Regions from separate parts of the Ovis aries genome. Here region 1 is linked to region 2. Evidence: chromatin contacts called from public Hi-C data. All regions are on one chromosome and are shown on one strand. Each heading gives the region's core, a stretch centred on a gene start, on an enhancer-like site or on the middle of the called end of the contact. The rest is flanking DNA. Distances are from core to core; before and after follow the strand shown. Region 1 holds the start of STON2 (stonin 2). Region 2 overlaps STON2 (stonin 2).

The links. Hi-C and Micro-C count contacts between places; a contact is called where the count stands out from the background.
Region 1: a contact with region 2 is called in a Hi-C map of blood, with 1.5 times the contacts expected there. The contact joins the promoter of STON2 here to the enhancer-like site in region 2.

The regions. Positions count from the first base shown.
Region 1 is chr7:90,902,410-90,905,825 of ARS-UI_Ramb_v3.0, reverse strand. STON2 (stonin 2) reads left to right here and starts at 1,965. Exons shown (of 6, transcript XM_042252819.2): 1 at 1,965-2,128.
Region 2 is chr7:90,863,832-90,866,863 of ARS-UI_Ramb_v3.0, reverse strand. The region is part of intron 1 of STON2 (stonin 2); the gene reads left to right. Among named protein-coding and RNA genes, the nearest start is that of STON2, 39 kb to the left of the region's middle. Within about 2 kb of position 1,578, at least 12 of the 54 cell types and tissues checked have an H3K27ac peak or open chromatin away from gene starts, as enhancers often do.

The DNA of each region.
Region 1 (3,416 bases), core at 716-3,215, 39 kb before region 2:
ACACAGGAGAAAAGAACTAGGGGGAAATACCTGTAGGAAAATGGTTATATACTTGCTGTCAAGAAGACATTACTGCAACCAAAGTCAAAGGTAAAATAGAAACTGTGCTATTTGTTTATACTCATTGTCTAGCTGGGTGTTTGGGGATGGGGTGGGGTCCTTTGATGAGTGGTAGAACAAAGTTCTGGGAGCACCCTGATTTACAGTGGTTGTTTTATTCTTTGGAAAGATTTGTTGCAGGTGTGAGAGAATGTTGGGAGGACTGAGACTGTAAAATGGGAGGAGAGATGAAGATGCGGGCAGGTTTAACCCCTGACAGTTGCTCTCCGTTCTGACCTGTGCCTCTCCATCGCAGTGCAGGGCGACTGTCTTCCAGATGAAAATCTCTCGCACTCAGAACTGATGTCTCTTGTCCACAAGGAACCTGTGTGCATACTTATGACAGCTGTTATATGCATTTCTGAATTAATATATGCAAAGTACTTGGAAACCTGACTGGCGAATACTATGCATCATGGAAACGTTAGGGTTGTTGTTTTTATTAATCAGACTCATCTCCGTAGCTAGGTAAAGATTCCTTGTTGAGGAAGGCCTCGCTGTCCTTCTTGTCCTTAGTAATCTCTTAACGTGATTAGGACCCTGGACAAGTCGCTTACCCTTTGCAAGCTCCACAAAGATTGTGTGTCAAGTACGATCTGAGTCTAGAAACACAATTTGGTGCCCACTATTTATGAGCTACTGCCCTGCGTCCTATGCCTATATATATATATATATATATATATATATATATATCAGTTCAGTCGCTCAGTCGTGTCCAACTCTTAGCGACCCCATGGACTGCAGCACGCCAGGTATCCCTGTCCATCTCCAACTTCCGAAGTTTACTCAAACTCATGTCCATCACTGCGGTGATGCCATCCAACCATTTCCTCCTCTGTCATCCCCTTCTCCTCCCGCCTTCAATCTTTCCCAGCATCAGGGTCTTTTCCAATGAGTCAGGTGGCCCATAGGATTAATAGCTATAATTCTATAACTTATATATATGTATATATATATATATATATAGAGAGAGAGAGAGAGAGAGAGAGAGAGAGAGTATGCCTATATATATAGTCAAACCAACCTAGACAGCATATTAAAAAGCAGAGACATTACTTTGCCAACAAAGGTCCATCTAATCGAGGCTATGGTTTTTCCAGTGGTCATGTATGGTTGTGAGAGTTGGACTGTGAAGAAAGCTGAGCGCCGAAGAATTGATGCTTTTGAACTGTGGTGTTGGAGAAGACTCTTGGGAGTTCCTTGGACTGCAAGGAGATCCAACCAGTCCATCCTAAAGGAAATCAGTCCTGAATATTCATTGCAAGGACTGATGCTGAGGCTGAAACTCATTGGAAAAGACCCTGATGCTGGGAAAGATTGAAGGTAGGAGGAGAAGGGGACGACAGAGGATGAGATGGTTGGATGGCATCACCGACTCAATGGACATGAGTTTGAGTAAACTCTGGGAGTTGGCGATGGACAGGGAAGCCCGGCGTGCTACAGTCCAAGGGGTCACAGAGTCAGACACGACTGAGCGACTGAACTGAACTGAGAGTAAAAGCGTTAAATGAATGAGGAGTCAAAACCTCATATAAGAGTGAGACGGGGAACAGCAGTCTGCACCGTGCAGCCTCGACACGGGCTGTGGGACAGCCTCCTGGGCGGTCCCCAGACCCTGCACCCCCGGGCCGCACGCCTGAGCTGCACTGACCGCGCGGCAGGGCCCGGGTTGCAGCGTCTGGCTGTGAGCTCCGAGCTCCGGGTGCAGAAAGGACACCGCGGGGCTGCGGCGCGGGGGGTCGGGGTAGGGGCGGGTCCGCGCCGCGTCGGACCCGCCCACCGCCCGGCAGACCAATCAGCGCGCGGCTCTGGCTCGCTCCTCGGCCAATCCGTAGCGGCGGGAGCGGCGCCCAGCGCCGCTGGGCGCAGAGCGAGCTCGGACTGGGGAGCCTGAGGCCGGGCCGCCCCGGAGCGAGCGCGGCAGGGAGGAGCGCGCGGCGGGACGAGGGCACCCCGGGGCCGGCGCCACTCCCGCTGAGCCGCGGCCACCTTCCGGCGGACCCTCAGGACTCTGCGCGCCGCGCCGCAGGTAGCTGCTCCCCGAGCTGGGAGGCCGATCGCGCTCCGGGCTCCCGCGGGTGGAGCGGGCGGGGGGGCGGGCCGGCCGCGAGGTCGTAGCGCTGCGGGAGCTGCCCGAGCCCCTGTGGAGCCCCCCGAAGCTGCCTCGGCTGGAATGCCCCGGGGAGACGCGCTTCCCCCAGCCGCGGGCGTCCAGCGGTGAGAGCGAGCGAGGGGAGTCCGCTAAGGTGGGCAGGGGTGCAGAGTCGGGGGACAAGACGTGACCCCTGGACACCCTGCCTCGCACACAGGCGCTGTCTGCCCGTGCGTGTCCGCCCCGAGATCTGGGTCCCCGGGACGTCTTCTTGGGGCCCTAGTGAGGGAGGCGACAACAGGTGTCCTTGCGGACTGTGCTTTTCTCCACCGTCCACCCCTCACCCCAACCCTCCCCAAAACTGCTTTGGCGTTCTGCGCCCCACTTTCGGGGTATCCGGATACAGGGACCCCAGCCTGGCCTCTCAGGCACGATGCCCGCTGGACAGCGCCCAGAGGCGGCCTGGACCCGGCCTTTGGATGGAGTTTCCTCCTCTCGTTGCCAAGCGATTTGCCTGACACCCGCCCCTCTCGCTGAGATGAAGAGAGTTGATGTGGTTTGTGTGTGTGTGTTGCAGCCTGTACTAAAAGGAGCTGCCCCAGGGCTGTGAGTGAATCATTAACTGGTTTCTGTACAGCTAGTGGCCTCCGTCTCTTTCTCCGAGGCAGGTCCTTCGTGGTCTCCTGCGCTTCACTCTTCTAGACTGTAAAGTCAAAACACTGCCTTTACCTGCCCGATGGCGTGGCTTTGCGGAGTAAATGAGCCAAGCTGGAAAACACTGAGGCCAGCGCTGAAGTGTTCCATAAAGGCTGGCTTAGTGTTCATTATACGGAGCGGATGGCCTTTTTAAAGAGTAAATCAGACTTGTCCAAACTGGCCCAGTGACTCTTTGGAGTTCTGAACAGCTTTTTACACTTGAAGGGGAAAAATAATCTTACTGATGGTATCATTTAAAGGTACTATATCCTTTGAGGGATTAAAAAAAAGAAAAACAAGTCTGCTTCATTGGAATGGTGAGAGATAAATAGATTCCAACTAGTAACTGAGAAAACTTTGTAACCCTTGAAAAAAATGTGTATGAATGTTATATCATGGTACTGTGTTGCCTCATTACTATGGCTGATTTAAGGGGGAAACTTTGAGCATTGTTATACTCCCTACTCCTCCCTTAAAACAAGTGAATTTTAAAAGAGAGAGAAGAGAATAGCAAACAAAAGCCCAACCA
Region 2 (3,032 bases), core at 329-2,828:
AATGGTCTCTTAACCTAACTCTCTGCCCGGGTGCTGTCATTGTTTTGTGGCTAACTTGTCACAATAGGTTAAAGAGCCTGTAGACACATGTGAGTTGCTCAGTCGTGTCTGACTCTTTGTGACCCCATGGACTGTAGCCCCCAGGCTCCTCTGTCCATGGGATTCTCCAGGCAAGAATACTGGAGTGGGTGGCCATTCCCTTCTCCGGGGGATCTTCCTGACCCAAGGTCGAACCTGGGTCTCCCACACTGCAGGCAGATTCTTTGCCCTCTGAGCCACCAGGAAGTTTATTGTTGTTTTAATGTCACTGTCATTAATGACAATCTCCTGTAAGCTACTGGGGTCTACCGATGCTTTCTCATTCTCCTGTGTACTGTCAGGCCCTGGAGTGGGGTCCCGCACAGTACCCTGTACATGTTCCCGATGATGCTGACCCCTGGCTTTGTGGGACACACTGGGGTCTGGGTGCGGCTGGTAGCATCCATCACCAGACTCCTGCTCAGTGCAGGCTTGTCCATCTCCCTTAAGCACATTTCTTGAGTCACTCTGTACTCGTAAGCTTCCCATGGCCCCCTGAAATCTTCTCGGCTTTAAGATCCGTCAGTCCTTTCTCCCCACATTTCCCCAGTTGCCATCAGACTGACCTCTCCACTGGCCCAGAAACAAGTCCCACGAAGCTCTGATTCTTAATTTTCACTTAGGCTGACCCTTGTTCCTAGGGTGTCCTTACTTTTTCCTTCTGGTGGTTCAGAGCCAAGTGAAAAAAGTGCAAGTGTTAGTCGCTCAGTCATCTCTGATTCTTTGTGACCCCATGCACTGTAGCCCACCAGGCTCCTCTGTCCATGGAAATTTCCAGGCAAGAGGCCTGCAGTGGGTAGCCATTGCCTAGTCTCCAGGGGATCTTCCTGACCTAGGGATTGAATCCTGGTCTCCTGAATTGCAGATGGATTCTTCACCACCTGAGCCACCAGGGAAACCCTGATATCTTTCAGCCAAGGATATCTTTCAAATCCAAAGTCCTGCTCAATCCCTGATGGTTCTAGCCCTTGCAGATCTCTCTGTGACCACACTTTTGCAGCATTTCCGGTGTGTCCTCCAGCAGGCAGTTACTCCCAGATTTGTTTGCTATTCTGAGCATCTTCACCTCTACAGCTAGATTGTGCTGCGTGATCTCTCAGTATCTCAAAGGGTCCCTAATACATTTCTGGACACCTAGAGCTCATGAATGCATAGTAAGAGGCTGCCATAAGGCACGTCTGTTTCTTAGGCCCTCATCTTATTCGTCAACTGCATTCTCACACCCACATTTGAGTGTTGTTAGGGAAGCCAAGGAAGAAGCTTCACTCTGCAATGGCAGCCCAGAAACTTCAGTGAGGTTTTGAGTGGCTCTTGGTCAACCCTGTTGCTGATCATGAGTCACCGCTCATTTGTGGTGAGTCTAAGCCTCACTTCATGATTCATGTTCTAAAAATGGAGTGAGGTTTTTGCAGAGAAGTCACTTCCGGTTTGAACGTGGCCTCACGGTGATCAGGTTCCTCTGTGGGCTTCCAGCTCTCCTGAAGGTCAGGCATCTCTGGGTTCCTTGGATGTGGCTGATTCGTGGCAGACACCTAGAGTCTATTTCACAGGGTTAGGATAGGGTGTTCCTGGTACTCAATGCTGTCCCGTAGGTTTTCTTGAGACTTATCATCTGTAATCAGCTGAAGTCTGGATCTGGGATGGACTAGAAAGGGGAGGTAAATATTGGGGTCTCCTCTTTTGTTCATACTTCTGAGTAGGTGTCTTGGTTTCTCAGCCAGAATGCGCTTGCATGTAGGAAGAGGGCGTTGAGTGCTTGACTCCACTTAACATCTGAGAGAACTGCTCTAAGAAGGAGTTGAAAAGGGAAATCACTAAAATCTGAATGGGTCAGTGATGGAAATGGGGCGGTTTCATGAAATTTGCTTTCTGATCTCAGAACTCCCACTAGTAAGCAGTGGACCACTGTACAAGCTGTTTACCTACAGCACTGATGGCCATAGCTGGCATTTTTAAAGAGTTTGGATTAGAGCCTGGCGCACACAGTAAGCCTTCTGGAAACACCTGCTATGATCATCACCCATGTTACAGAGCATTTTAGCACCAGTGCTATGCACTTGATGTCTAGTATCTTACTTCATCCTTACAATATTGATGTGTTTTGTTTCTCTTGCTGCACCAGGGTGAGCTGAGGCTTACAGACTATACGTGACTCAAATCCAGATGGTGGGACTCCCCGGCCTATCTCAGCCTCTGCTGTTGCTCTGCCTGACTTCCCTGGGCCTTAGGTTTGGTTGTTTTGTTTTGTTTTGTTTGTTTATCTGTTTGTTTTTTTATCTGTGGAAGTTGAAAGCTGGACTGCTGGTCTTTAAAATCTCTGAGTTCTAAAATTTCTAGCTGTTTTATCCATTATCTTCACCCTTTTCCCTCTCTTTCTCTGCGTCCCCTTACCTACCCACTTTCACCCGTGAATTTCGTGGGATGCATCATCACGGCATGGGCGGGATATTTCCCCCATTGAGCTATGAGGCTGCATGTGTCAGCATGCAGACTTGTACTGTGGCTTTGTGGCAGTCGTTGTTGGAGCTCGTTTACACGCTGCGGTTGCTGGAGAGAGGGAATCTGACTCTTCAGTTTTACTGTCTTAACTTGGCCTGCAGCCATTACCACACTGAGTGATGCTGGCATTTGATGGGATGGAGAGAGGCTTATGGAGGAAGTCCACCAGACTCAGCTCTTTGGGTCTGTGAGCTCTACATGGTTATCTGGTGAGATCTGGTTGAAGCAGTCATTCTCCAGGCTCTTTGCACATGTCTGATCCCATGACTTGTAAGGATCTTAGGAGAGGAACTTGAAAGAGAACTTTCAATTCTCTGCACAGCTTGGATTCCCTCGCAGATGTCCAGTGAGGAGTTTCACCAATCATTTCACTATAGTTCCATTGGAATTGATGTTTGTAAAGTGCTTCAGTTGGGGAATAGTCTGTATGTATATATATATTTTGCAGTATTTTT